2 separate regions of the Xenopus laevis genome follow, and region 1 is linked to region 2. A link is a contact called in public Hi-C data. All regions are on one chromosome and are shown on one strand. The core of a region is the stretch at or near the end of the contact, and the rest is flanking DNA. Distances in the headings are between cores, read along the strand shown.

Evidence for each region. A called contact is a pair of places that touch in the nucleus more often than the background predicts.
Region 1: a Hi-C map of the XL177 cell line shows a contact between it and region 2, with 5 times the contacts expected there. The contact joins the promoter of ier5.L here to the enhancer-like site in region 2. A contact is called at or near these places in 2 of 4 Hi-C or Micro-C datasets (the XL177 cell line and the XTC cell line).

Annotation. Positions count from the first base shown.
Region 1 is chr4L:96,576,681-96,583,621 of Xenopus_laevis_v10.1, reverse strand. It overlaps ier5.L (immediate early response 5 L homeolog), which reads left to right and starts at 5,364. Exons shown (of 1, transcript NM_001091562.1): 1 at 5,364-6,941. The coding sequence starts at 5,452. The coding sequence ends at 6,309.
Region 2 is chr4L:96,527,253-96,533,841 of Xenopus_laevis_v10.1, reverse strand. No RefSeq gene overlaps it. Among protein-coding and RNA genes, the nearest start is that of ier5.L, 48 kb to the left of the region's middle. Within about 2 kb of position 3,926, at least 1 of the 7 cell types and tissues checked has an H3K27ac peak or open chromatin away from gene starts, as enhancers often do.

The DNA of each region.
Region 1 (6,941 bases), core at 4,115-6,614, 48 kb before region 2:
ATATAATAAATATGCTATACAGCTGCCACCTTTTCTGGAAATACATGCTGCAATGACAGACAGTGTGTCCTTATACCTAGTGAGCTTATACGTCTCTTTCATTCATTTTATTTGTTTAGCTGGCCATCTACACGCCAACATATCCATGTCACTCCCTCCCCCGCCGAGATGATAACGCGCTTCTGTTTGTCTTTTGTCTTTCTCACCCCTCCCCATAGCAGTTATTTTGGGAAAAAGCAGCTGAGGCAGGGGAGTGTCTTGTCCAAACTGGCCAGACCGGTTTGAACCCTCGACATTTTCTCCTCACGTAACAAACGTACACACAGTTATTTACACTGCCTTAGTTCCCGCCTATCGCAGCACGGTGACGTCACGCTATCACGTGAGCAGAAGAGAGCCAAAACAGATCTTAGTAACCCCGATACCTAGTTACGTTTATGTTGATGTGCGTCCAGCAGTCACAGTAGAGGCATTGATATGCACTTGCCTACGAATGTGACTAAAATATACATTTGCAGTAAATAAACACAGACGATGTGCATTTCTTTTCATAAACTGTCTTGGAAATTCCTTTCATTCAGCGATTGTACTATGCACAGTGTAAAACGAGACGTTCTATTGGATGATAATGCCCAGTGTCTGCGTATATGTATACACAACCTCATTACTTTCAATGATAAAGTGACACCTTCTATCTAAGTGTTAGCTTGATAACTGAGCCCCTCCTATTTCCATTTATTACTGTAGTTAATCCTGGCTACTAAAGTCACAATCTGAGGCAGAATGAGAACCATAAGACTCTAATCCCTCTCCATACACCAAGCCTTCATAAATGGGTTTCTGAGGCACAAACTCTGAAATGTATCATTCAGGACTCTACTGGACGCCCTACACTAGGCCTGCTGTTTACATTGTAATGTACCAGGGTTGGAAAGACTAGCAGCATATGGCAAAATCAATGTTGTTATTAAATATAAAAAAGTTAACCATTGTCCAGGGCCATATTTTCTACAGGCCCCCACAGATGCCAATACAGAAAGCAATAATGGCAATTTTGTTTTTCAAGATCCCAACCCAGGCTTGGACTGGCAATTTATGAGTTCTAGCGAATGCCAGAGGAGCTGCTGTAAGATGCCATAGATAGACAGTCACTGCGGAGTGGACTGGTTGGGCCTCTGTGTACTTGAAATGGCAGGGTCTATTTTGATGCCCAGACCTGTCCCAACCAGGCCTGGATTGGCAATCTGTAGGTTCTGGCAAATGCCAGAGGGGCTGCTGTATGATGCCATGGAATGTTGCTATTTAGTGGGCTGTTTGGGCCTCTATGTACTTGAAATGGCAGGCCCTTTTTTGACTCCCAGTCCGAACCTGGTCCCAACCCATCACAAAGTCTGAAGATAGAGTTGAGGGGGAATTGGGGGGGGGGGAGGTTACCAAATCAGCATGTGCTAACTGGGTAGAAGAAGGGGCATGCCCTGGGCAGTGTCAGGTGTTATTTACTTAGTACCTTTTGCTGCTTCTGTCTGTTAAAGAGAATAAAAAAAGAAAAGTCCACAATTACCACAGATTTCTTGAAGGGGTTGTTCACCTTCTAAACTCTTTTCAGTTCAGTTGTTTTCAGAAATAAAGCCCTTTTTCAATTACTATTCCATTATTTATTTCTTACTATTTTTCCAAAATCTAAGTTTAAAGTGGAATGTTCCTGTGTCTGGTGTTTGAGTCTGGCAGCTCAGTAATTCAGGTGCAGACTCTAAAAACTATTACAATTTTGCAACATTTAGTTGATACATTACTCAGCAGCATCTCTGGAGTATTAGCAACTATTGTATCAATTCTAAGGGTAAGGCCAGACGAGGAGATTCGGGGAAATTTTGTCGCCTGGCGACTTATCGCCACATCTTTTGCGCGACTATCTCCCCGAACTGCCTCAGCGTCTTTTCCCCATAGGCTACAGCGCAAAATCGCCTGCGCTTATTGCCTGAGGCAACTTTGGGCGACTATTGAAAACGCATCGCCGCGTGTGCATTAGCGCAGGCGATTTTGCCTGTAGCCTATGGGGAAAAGACGCTGAGGCATTTTGGGGAGATAGTCGTGCAAAAGACGTGGCGATAAGTCGCCAGGCGACAAAATCTCCCCGAATCTCCTTGTCTGGCCTTACCCTAACAGCTGTCTCTAATGAAACCCAGGGATTTTGCTCAGCAGGGACAAAGATAAGAAATGTATCAACTAAATGTATCAATTTAGAACAGTTTACATGGTCGGCACCCCCTCCCAGAGCTGCTTTAGAAGGTGAAAAAATACACTTAAGGGCTCTTACTGACGAGCGGTTGAAGCTGCGCGCCCCTGAGTTCTGTTTTTCTGCGTTCAGCCGCAGGGGAAGCTTTTTTCAATGGGGCTGTACTCACACAGGCGTAGGCACTGAACGCAGGAAAAATGCAGCATGTTGCGTCACAACCTGCGTTCGGCGCCTACACGCACCTGTGTGAGTACAGCCCCATTGAAAAAAGCTTAATGCGTCTATTCCAGCGCTCCCCTGCGGCAGAAAAATGGGACGTAGGGGAGCGCAGCTTCAACTGCTAGTCAGTAAGAGCCCTTACACTTTAATATTAGAAAAACGGTGACACATAGAAAATAGAAAGTCAATGGAAAAAGTCATTATTTCTGATGATCTATCTGAAAACAACTAGTTGCTTGAAGGTAAACAACCCCTTTAAATGACCAGTAAGTTAAACAGCATAATCATGTGAAAATGCTTTCTTTATCATTTTTGTGTAATTTCACCATCCATGGTGACTTCAAAATGTGTGAAGCTTGTACCTTGTATTAATGTTCCACACATCACACAGCCGGAGCATCTATAGACCCCTGGTCGTTCTGATTAAAAAATGTGGTGTGTTTATATATATAATGTACAATAAAAGCTATAGCATGTGGTAATTAGTGTATAATGGTAATATTTGGTAAGGGGTGTTCAGTGAGGCGCTTGCAAATATCCTGAATTTTGGCACAGAAACCCAAAAGTACGCATTTTCATGCCAAAATGTGCTGTGTGTGCACTGAAAACAGATGTTATGCCTGTGATTGCACACACAAGACAGGGTGGAAAGGAGATCAGCCTTTGCTCCCATGGCATATTTATGCCAGCAGAGCAAACGCAGTGTGACACCGCCCTTAGGGTTGGCTAGAAAGAGCATTTTCTCTGAGTGCTGAGCATCAAAGGGAACCTTTGTGGAAGAAAACACATGGACATAGAATGATTTTCAAAAAAAGAAAGATTTATTTAGCAGATTTCAAATATAGGAGAAAATGCCACAGTGCAATTGTATAATTATTAAGCACTGGGGGAAGGTGTGTGAATGCTGCATAATTATGCACATTAAACTTTAATTGACCCGTTTTGTAAACAACTATAATAATTAAACGTTTATCTGCTTTTCGTCTCCCTCTCTAATTCAAATTATAGTTTTACATTCATTTTGTAATCTTGTCAGCCAAGGAGGTCTCGTTTGTCACTTTCCAATCTTTTTGTCAAATTTCAATCATTAAATCCTGTATTGGAGCTGAATTTCTCAACATCTGAAGGACTAAGTGTTTGAAATGAATGCGTTATCGCTAATATCGCAGTGGTGGCCTTTTTTAATTAATGGCAGAGAAATGCTTGATGCATATCAGACTTCTCATTCACTGCAAAAAAAAAAAAAAAACAGCTAGTGTGGTCTTGAAGACTATAGGCCCACAAACAATTGGATTATTATTGCAGCCAAGCAACGTAGATGGCCGTGGCAACCTTACCTTACCAGTTCGCTAGGGCAACCATTGCCACACAGTCACCAAGATGCCCATGCCAACCTGACCGTGCCTACTTACCATAAAGTAACTTGTATGCTGTTGTGTCTGAGTACCAAATGTATAGAGTGCCAGAAGCCCCAAACTGCCATAGTGAAGAAAAAGAAATTCAGACTCACCCCTGCTCCCTTCATTTAGAATCCCAGAGGGACTGCAATGGATTCAATGTGCCTACACCATGCAGAGCTCCTCAAACTGCAGTTAGTCAAAATAGAAACAATCTACAGCAGCCAATTGTGGTTTTTAATGGACCAATAAACAAGAAATTATATCTTACTCTATGAGGAAGTCTGACAAAACAGTTATACCTAATATAAATTAACAATCAATGGTGGCCATTCATAGGCTGATAAAAGCTTCCGATCAGGTCTGGACTTAGTATCAAAATAGGCCCTGGCATTTCAAGTGCTCAAACATCCCCCCACCAGCCCAATAAATAGTGACTGTCTATAGCGACTTACATCAGCACTTCTGGCATTTGCCAGAACCCACAGATTGCCTCTCCAGGCCTGGTGCCAGCAGCTTATTGGACCGTGTCCCTCTGATGGGCTACCCTGACCGATATCCAGCAGGAAATAATCCAGATATGTATTGGACAGGTTTACAAATCATGTTCAAAGTTCAAGACAAGGACCACACTATGGCCGAAGGACTGGGTTAGCCCAATATTGTCCACCACCTCTGCAAATGATTTAATGTATGACCAGCTTTAAAACAGATATCATATCCAGTTCAACAATATCTCGCACAGCAAGTGAGTGTTAACCCCATACATCTCGCAACATTAGTCTCAACCCAAGCCCCCTATTTGTGGGCAAAAAAAAATAAAAGGACATGCGAACCTTGCTCTCACTGGCGTTTACTACGAAGCAACTATAAATAAAAATGTCTTTGCGAATTCCTTTCCGCAGAACTACAACTATCCGTATCCCCTCGGCTGCTGGGAACCGACTTCAGCTGGAATAGAAGCAAAAATAGCAACAGTGGGGAAGGCAGACACAAAGCAGCCATTCACTGACCTCACGGCCTATCACGTGACTGAGCCTGAACACTTACTGAAGCATTACATCAGCCTGGGAGCTGCCACCAAAACACTGTCTGAGTTAAAACGGCAATGCCTCAGTGACGTCACGTTTCCATACTCCTGTGACTATACACACGTAACTTAGCCAGGGCGATACATCAATAGTGAACTATTAATGGTCACATGGTACTAAACCAGGATATTGTATATGTGCTTAAAGCATCCACTGTAAACACTTTGATACAGAACACATTAACGTTAACATGGCAATGCCGCTTTAAGGAAATTCTCCGCGGGCCGCCTTTCGAATCCAGGCGGTTAATCCTGCGCTCACCGATTGGTAGTTGGAAATGTGTCGCACACAACGCTAGACAGCCGTGATCTGTGTTGGAGACCGCTCATTGTGATCTCCTGATTGGCTAATGGAAGAGTGACGTAACTCGTATATAAACTGACTGGGGGAAGGCGCCCGCGCTTAGTTGCTGTTGGTTTCTAGGTTGGTCGGGTCAGATAGCCTTGTGTCGAAGTTTAAATCACCCTCAAGGGAAACCGGAAGGTTGGAGAAACCTGCATTTTCGAAAATGCACCGGGAAGTGTTAGAACAACAACACGATCCTGGGACTGTGGAAACTCCGCCCGGACTCGGCTTTCGCCTTGAAGCTCACCGCATAGTGAGTATTTCGCTGGGAAAGATCTACCATTCCCGTGTGCAGCGCGGCGGCATCAAACTGCATAAGAACCTGATGGTGTCCCTGGTACTGCGCAGCGCCCAGCAGGTCTATCTGAGCCAAAGTCCGGAAGAGTTACAGCAGGAGTATTACCTGAGGCAGGCGGAGCTCCATAATCCCGGCCCACAGGACTGCAAGGAACCCGAGCCATGTCCCCTCACCGGAGAGACTCAGTGCCCCCCTACTGAGCAGACAGACGCCCGGACATGTTCCTGCCCAACTGCGAGTCGCTCTTGTAACCCAAACGACACAGAGAACCCTCGGGGGGTGCCGTGTTGCCAGGGACATGTGACCGAAAGCTGCCGGTCCCACTCGGCCTCCCTGCATGAACCAGATCTCTGCCCCAGCCACGAAGCAGAGCCCAGCAGCCCAGATTCCCCCAGTAGCTGCTGTCGGAAGAGAAGCGGAGGGAACCCGCCGGATGGGCCGGCCATGAAGCGAGCAAAGAGGGAGCAAGGAGAGCAGGAGGTGCCAGAGCCAGGGGACGAGGCGGAGGAACACATGGAGACAGAGAACGTTGCAAACCTCATCAGCATCTTCGGCACCAGTTTCTCGGGACTTCTGAGCAAAGAGCCTGGGACTGAGGCGGCTGAGGAGCCCGCGCAGGACGTGCAGGAGTTGGACTCTACGGGCCCAGCCGGACCAGGTTGCAGTGAAAGGGCGATCAGCCCAAGTATGAGCTCCTGGAGCACGGCCATAGAAGCCTTCTGAGCCAGCCCTCCTCGCAGGAACGTCCAGCCCGCGGCGCCCCTTGCACTAAGCAGACTGGCCGGGGTGTGTAGTTCAGCAGCAGCAGCTGGAGGGCCGCAGGTTGGAAACACCTGCTATAGACTGAACTGAGACTGAAGCTGGCGCAGAGCACAGTGTATGGATTGTTCTATATAAGACGGATCATGACTGACCTCCAGTTACTCTATGTCCTGATATGTCTGGATGCCTCTTCCTACATCTGCCTAATGTTGTGTTTGGATTGGTGGGTGCAGCTTGCTACATTGGTAAAGCACTTATAGCAGAGATCTTTCAACCAGTGCTTCTGCTGGACTACAACTTTTAGCACTGGCTCCCTAGAGAGGCTGGGAGTTGTAGTCCACAACAGCTATTCTTTTCCCCTGGTTGCAGATCCCTGACTTAAAGGGATGCCACGTGTACAATTTACTTAACCCATTTGTTGTCAGTGGAGACAGTGAAAGTTGCACACCATCTTACTAGGGACTTGGGCACTCCTGGAACAACCATGATTTTCTGTAAGTGTGGAATACATGCAGATCGCTGGATCTCGTGGCTTGTTTAGGGGTGTTCCAAGTCCCACCTGGCACTATAAGTGCATAAAGGTCAAGAATTAA
Region 2 (6,589 bases), core at 2,677-5,176:
ACGCGGACCCAGAGAAGAAGCAGATCATGTTGGATCTGGAAATAAGTTACATTTTAAATTCCTTTTATATTTTCCATTACACACTGTGAACTATTGCTTTTTTACACAATTGTCTTTTGTTACTTTTGCAGTTATAATACAGAAGTGAAGGTGGATATCGGATTTACTGAAGGAACCGCCATAGCTGGAGTGAAATCTGTGAAGGTAAGTGAACCAAACAATCTTATATCCTTGCACGAGTCACCCATTTCCCTTGCATACATGATAAATAAATAGAACTTTTTCTTTTGCAGCTGGAGGGAAACTTGAGAATTATTCTCGCACCATTAATGGAAGAAGTGCCCTTAGTTGGATCCCTTACCTTCTATTTCCCTCATCGACCGGTAAGTCAATTAATATTGGAGATGTTTAGTGCAGATAAAGGGAAACTACTTATATAATTAGGAAATAATTCATATTTTGTGACAATTACTTTGTTGTTTCACCAAATCACTTGTCCCAGCCTTTAACATCTAAATTTGATGTGAATGAGCTGCACTTCATAGAGCCCAAGGTAAGGTCTAGCTTTTCTTTTACAGCCTGTGTCCCCTTCTGCTTCCCTGTAGAGCAGGGGCCCCAAACTTTTTTACCCTATACCTATATTTTTTTAAATATGTTGGTGAAAAAAATGCTTTGCAATTGCAAACTTTTTTTTACATATACTGTGCATGTTCACAAAACCAGTTTTGTTTCAAACTTTGCAAAGGGAGTCAGTGAGGTCTGAAATCCATCATAAAGGACACAATCAATGAAAATCTTGGTTGCTAAAGTTTGCAATGGTCTTTGTGGAAGTTTTTCAAAACATATTGCATTCCAATAATTTAGAGCATCACTGTCTGTCTTCAGGACCACAATTAAAATAATGGGTACCAAACTTCTAGTTAACAGGACCCTCCCTTAGCCCATTGCCCGCCCAGGTGGGCTCTGCCATTTGGCAAAAGGCAACATTTATATGCAAAGATATCTGTTGCCCCTTCCCTGCTGCATATTTGTTCCGTTTTCCATAAAAGTGCTCAACTATAAGGGCCAATATCAGGTCTTGACTGAGAATTAAAATAGGCCCTAGCATTTCAGGTACACCCAGAGGCCCAATAAGCCCACACAGAATCCCAAACAGCCCCCACCAGCCCACTAAATTCTGATTTTCTATGGCACCTTATATGCCAGACCCTCTGGCATTAGCAGTCCTGGCCTGGCCAATATTGCGGAGAAAATGCTGTTAACGACAACCTTTAAGCCAATCTAACTGTATAGATAGGAAGCCTCCAATAGACTTCATTATAATCAAAAAATCCAAATTTGTTCAAATGATTTCCTTTTTGTATATAATAATAAAACAGTACCTTGTACTTAATCCCAACTAAGATATAAATAATCCTTACTGGAAGCAAACCCAGCCTATTGGGTTTATTTAAGGTTTACATTATTTTCTAGTAGACTTAAGGTATGAAGATCCAAATTACAGATCATCCGGAAAACCCCAGGTCCTTATTGGACGCAAAACCAGCCTATTGGGTTTATTTAATGTTTCCATGATTTTCTAATAGACTTAAGGTATGAAGATCCAAATTACGGAAAGAGCTGTTATCCGGAAAAACCCCAGGTCCCGAGCATTCTGGATAACAGGTCCCATACCTGTACTATACATTAATGCTTTGGCAGTGGATTCAGGCATTTTTGATCTGGCCTTGGCTGGGATTCACAATCAGCCCTGGCATTTAATTTACAGATAACCCCAAACAGCCCCCACCAGCCAACTAAATATTGACTGTCTATGGCATCTTATAGCAGCCCATCTGGCATTTGCCAGAATCCACAGATTGGCAGTCTTGGCCTGATTTTAATAGATAGACAGAACAAAGACAAGAGGGATCGTTTACAATGCAGCACTCAGTGTGCAAAGTACAATAAAGGTTGCAATCAGCCATTTATTTGCACACTGTGTTCTACATTGTATGAATTTCTGTAGGGCTCCATTTGCCTTCTTGAATAGAGCAATGCCAGAGCAATGCCAGTCTTCCAATATTAAAAGTTTCAACCATGTTTATGTGCACAACTCTGACTGCAGTCATACAGGAACCAAGTAGCACCTAGATCTTGCAACCCAATAATAGATTCCAACACACTGAGCTTTGGACTAAATACATTCTTATTCCCCACAGTCTGTTCCTGTGCTCCATCCTACACACGGTGGTACAATTAGAAATGACCAGACAAAACTGGTTAAGTGGATATTGTGTTACCAATAAGTGTAATCCCCGTGGCACTACTCTAATGAGTAGTAGGCACCGAGCCTTTCCCTATACTATCATAGAGTAGCTGGCATTTGTACAGTACCAACAGGTGGAGAGTAAAATAATGTCTATATATACGGAAACTGGTGTATGATAACAACCAACACCAGTGACTAGAAACAGTTATTCAGTGATCCTATTGCATGTCAGAAAAAGTCAGTAATAAAACATTTTGATGTAATGGTTATATCAGACCATGGTGTGGTTATTAAGATGTTGTGTGTGTGTGTGTGTATGACTTTCACATCATATAATATTTTCTCACGTACACTTCTGTACTGCAAACATCTAATTATAGAACTGGCCCTGCCAGTTTCTCAGCTGCAGTTCAGGATTTGCTTGGGGCCGTATGACTAAGCACATAGCAGTGCAGGGGTTATAAGCAGGGTTTGGAAAATTACTGCTCTTTGTTTTCAGGCAGGAATTAAAAATAACTAGCTACGGTTAAATAGAAAAAACCTTAAACTTGTGTTAGGGCTACAAAAACAAACATATTATCATGGGGGCAAGGTACCAAGGAAAAAAGCAAACCCAAAAAATCAGTGTTTTTTGCCCACAATGCAACTGTTCCCAAGAACTGCACATGTCACTGACAGATGCAACCTTTTGCAATCCCAGAATGGAGCACAAATAGTTGTATCTGCTTCTATATATAGTGCTGTTTATGTCTGTTGGCACTTCATACATTAGGGACGTACATTAGTGGAATGTTAGCATCCTCTGCCTTGTGACTCATTCATTATGCACAAAAGAAGAGTGAATAAGTACTGAGTAAAATATTACCCCCCACATACACACACACAAATATACAGCAGACTAAGGCTTTGTGCAGAACTCCATTTCAAGTTAAGTACCTTGCCTCAGTCTACAGCACCCCACAAGGTACCAGGGGCAGCAAAAAACTTTAGAAGCTGAAATTCTGGTTATCAAACTGGAAATTCTGCTCTTCTAGTTCAGCGAGTAAAATTGCGCCCCCTAGCCCTACTCCGGCAGGTTTGGCATTGTGAAAGCTGCCTCATGCAGCCTCGCGCTAGAATCTCCCCTGTCTATAGAAACTTAGATCTGAAAGATGAAATTTGCACAATTATGTCCTCTGAGTCTAAAGTCAGGTGCAATATTTGAGATTCTGGGGGGGCTAATATGATTGGCCTGATTTCTATTGGAAATGTCATACCAACTGAACATGCCTAGAAAAGCAAGCTAAATAAAGTTTAAAAGGTGCACTGATCTGCCACCACACAGGATATACAGCAGTCGCAACTAGGCACTGACCCAGTATTTAGTCATTATATGCGATAAGTATACAGTGTCAACAAGATAAAAGTCAATGTTTTTTATGATCCTTACTTAAAACGCTGACCCATAAACGTTGATCGGGGAATTTTCTTTTCTGTGAGTTAATGTGAAAGATGTCAGCTCATAACAGAGAATGCACCAAACTGTAACCCTGTAGACTGTGTAGACTGTTGGCCTGAGGCTAAGTGAATACCCAGCCTGCTTCTTGGAAGGTGAGGGATTTGGTTCAGGGCCACTTTTGGGACCTAAGGGTACCCCAGATCTTTCAAAAGTTGCAGTATAAAGCAGCCAGGGCCCTAAGCCCCTAACTCACATCCAGGCACTGTGGTATGTTGGTGCAATAATAGCTTTTGAGGTTTATAAACACTGGGCAAATTTGCACATGGGCAGTAGCCCATAGCAACCAATCACTGGCTTTTCTCAGGCAGCTGCAGGTTCAACAGTGAAAGCAGACATTTGATTGGCTGCCATGGGTTACTTCCCAGGTGTAAATTTAGCCATTGTTTTATAAATGAGCCCAAATGTCTTGCATTAAATGCAGTTCAGATCAGTCTAGGTGCTGTTGGAAAAATTACCTTCTGTATCTAGTTAAAAAATACCACTGCAACAATTCTGGTAACTGCAATCAGGACCGCCATCAGAAATCACAGGGCCCCATACGACAAAATTTCCTGGGCCCCCTGGGCTGCGCCCACCGCAAGCCCCACCTACAGGTCTGCTCTCCCCAACCCACAGGTCCGCCCCCCACCACACAGTAAAAAAACAAAAAAAATATTGGTGGCTAGGATTCCCACATATTAATAAAAAGATATTGGTGGTCAGGGCCCCCCATTAAAAAACATTTGTGGCCAGGGCCCCCCATTAAAAAATATTGGTGGCTAGGACCCCACAGGAGAAAAAAAAATGGTGGCCAGCCCCCCCCCCCACATTATAAGAAAATTGGTGGCCAGGGCCCCTTAAACATCCATGCCTTCCCGAAGTCAGCAGCTCTCACAAAGATGGGGGCCCGGCTAATCAAGTAAGTGTGGCATGGCCGGGCCCCCCTTACCCTTGGGGCCCCCTACAACTCTCCCCCCTGTCCCCCCTGATGGCTGCCCTGACTGCAATAACGTTTAAATGCAATATCTCCAAGACCAAAAAAATGCCCTACACAGACAGTGTTATCTTCCTTAGAAAAATCAATTTATATATAATTTGTCACCTTTAATAAACCTAATGTGAAGCCTCACATAGCTAAATGCTTTTGGACCCTGCTGAAAAATCTGGTGCAAGTCTGCCACATGAGGTTGTGTTAAATATAGTCTGGCTCATTAATCAACAGTTAACCAACAAGAGCAAACACAACAGTGTGCATGTACACCAGTACTACAATGCAATTAAAAGTTCATTGCATTGGATTTAAAATATGGCACAAGTTGCAGAAGGCAGCACTATCATGATTTTCAGTCAATTCAAACTGCATACCTGTCATTTAATCAGCTTATGTCACTTTATGGAGAGTGGTTCCACAACAGCAGGTCAAAGAACTGAAGTAGGGGCCCACACGTGTGAAACTTGAGGCAACTGTTCATTTACTGCTTTGGGTATAGCAAGTAAAACAAGAATAAGAATATTAAAACCATGTTTTACCATGTTTGTTATAGAGTCTGAGCATACATTTTATAAGATAACTATATTTTTAACAGATCTTACAAACCCTTTGATTCAGTGACTATCATGTAGTTTTATAGAGCTTCTTTACATATAGTAGGTTTTTGGGCTGTTACATGAGTGACATCTTCTGGATATCTTATATAATTACCAAAGCAGTCTTTCCTGCTATTTTGCCCAAATAAGACCTATCACTGACCATTGAACAGATCCGCAAAGTTAAAAATTCGTCATATGTGTTCTTTTTACTTTTACATGGTCCTCTCCCCCTCCAAGGGGGAGTCACAATTCACAGACTGATTACAATCTCCCTGGAGAGCAGCTGTAGCATATTGAGCAGCCACTACTGGCCCTGGGATTTCTTTCCACTCATCCTGCTCAGGGGTTAGACCAGGGCATTTGCAAATGGCATCTATCCCTAAGTTTTTTGGGCCAGGTTTGTATTTTTTTTACAATTAGAGTAAGCAGTTGCCCAACAATGCCCATAGCTTACAGCTTTGCGGTTGTTAAAATATAAATTAGAGAATTATCTAAACTGAGCTCCATAAAGATATCCATGTAACTCATTTTAAGGCTTATGTACAGCATAGTTCTTTTCAGTGGGACTAAGGCTCCAGTTGATATATGCAACTAGTTTCAGGACTCCAGGATGTTCCTACTGAAGGATGCCTCCCAAGCCTTCATAACTGGCATTTACATGCAAAACATTAGGTATCTGTAGGTTAACATAGGCAAGTAAAGGTGGTTCTGTAAAACTTTTCTTGCGTGGTAGGAAAGCTTCCTCACAAGCAGATGTCTACCTTGGGCTGAATAGTATTATGCTCTCATTATTTGAATTAATAGTTTTCCTTAAACAATTCATTTTAAGAAAGAACTATATAAGAATAAATAGCCTTCCACAAACCAACGGTAATAGTAGAGAGAGGTAAGAGTAGAGCTAAAAACAATAATATAATCTAGGTCAACTATGCATTGCTATGGAGTCAGGGCTCCAGCACTTTCTCCATAAGGTGCTGGAATGTGACTAAAGCTCCAGTTATTCTCTGGGGCATATGTGTAAACTGGTAAATAAAACCCAATGGGCAAATAAAAGCTATCCTTTCCTGATCATTTGCACTCATAGGGATTTGGAAATACCCCAATCTTAAAGGACAATGAAATCAAGATTATTTTCCAAACAAGCCTATTTAAAAAGCAACTGGTAGGGTGTCTTAAATAGATTAAATCGCCTGCATGTAGGAGCTCTAGTACTGTGTTTTCGCAAATCGTGCTGACTTTTATAAAAGCATTTACCCATAGTGCTGTGGCCT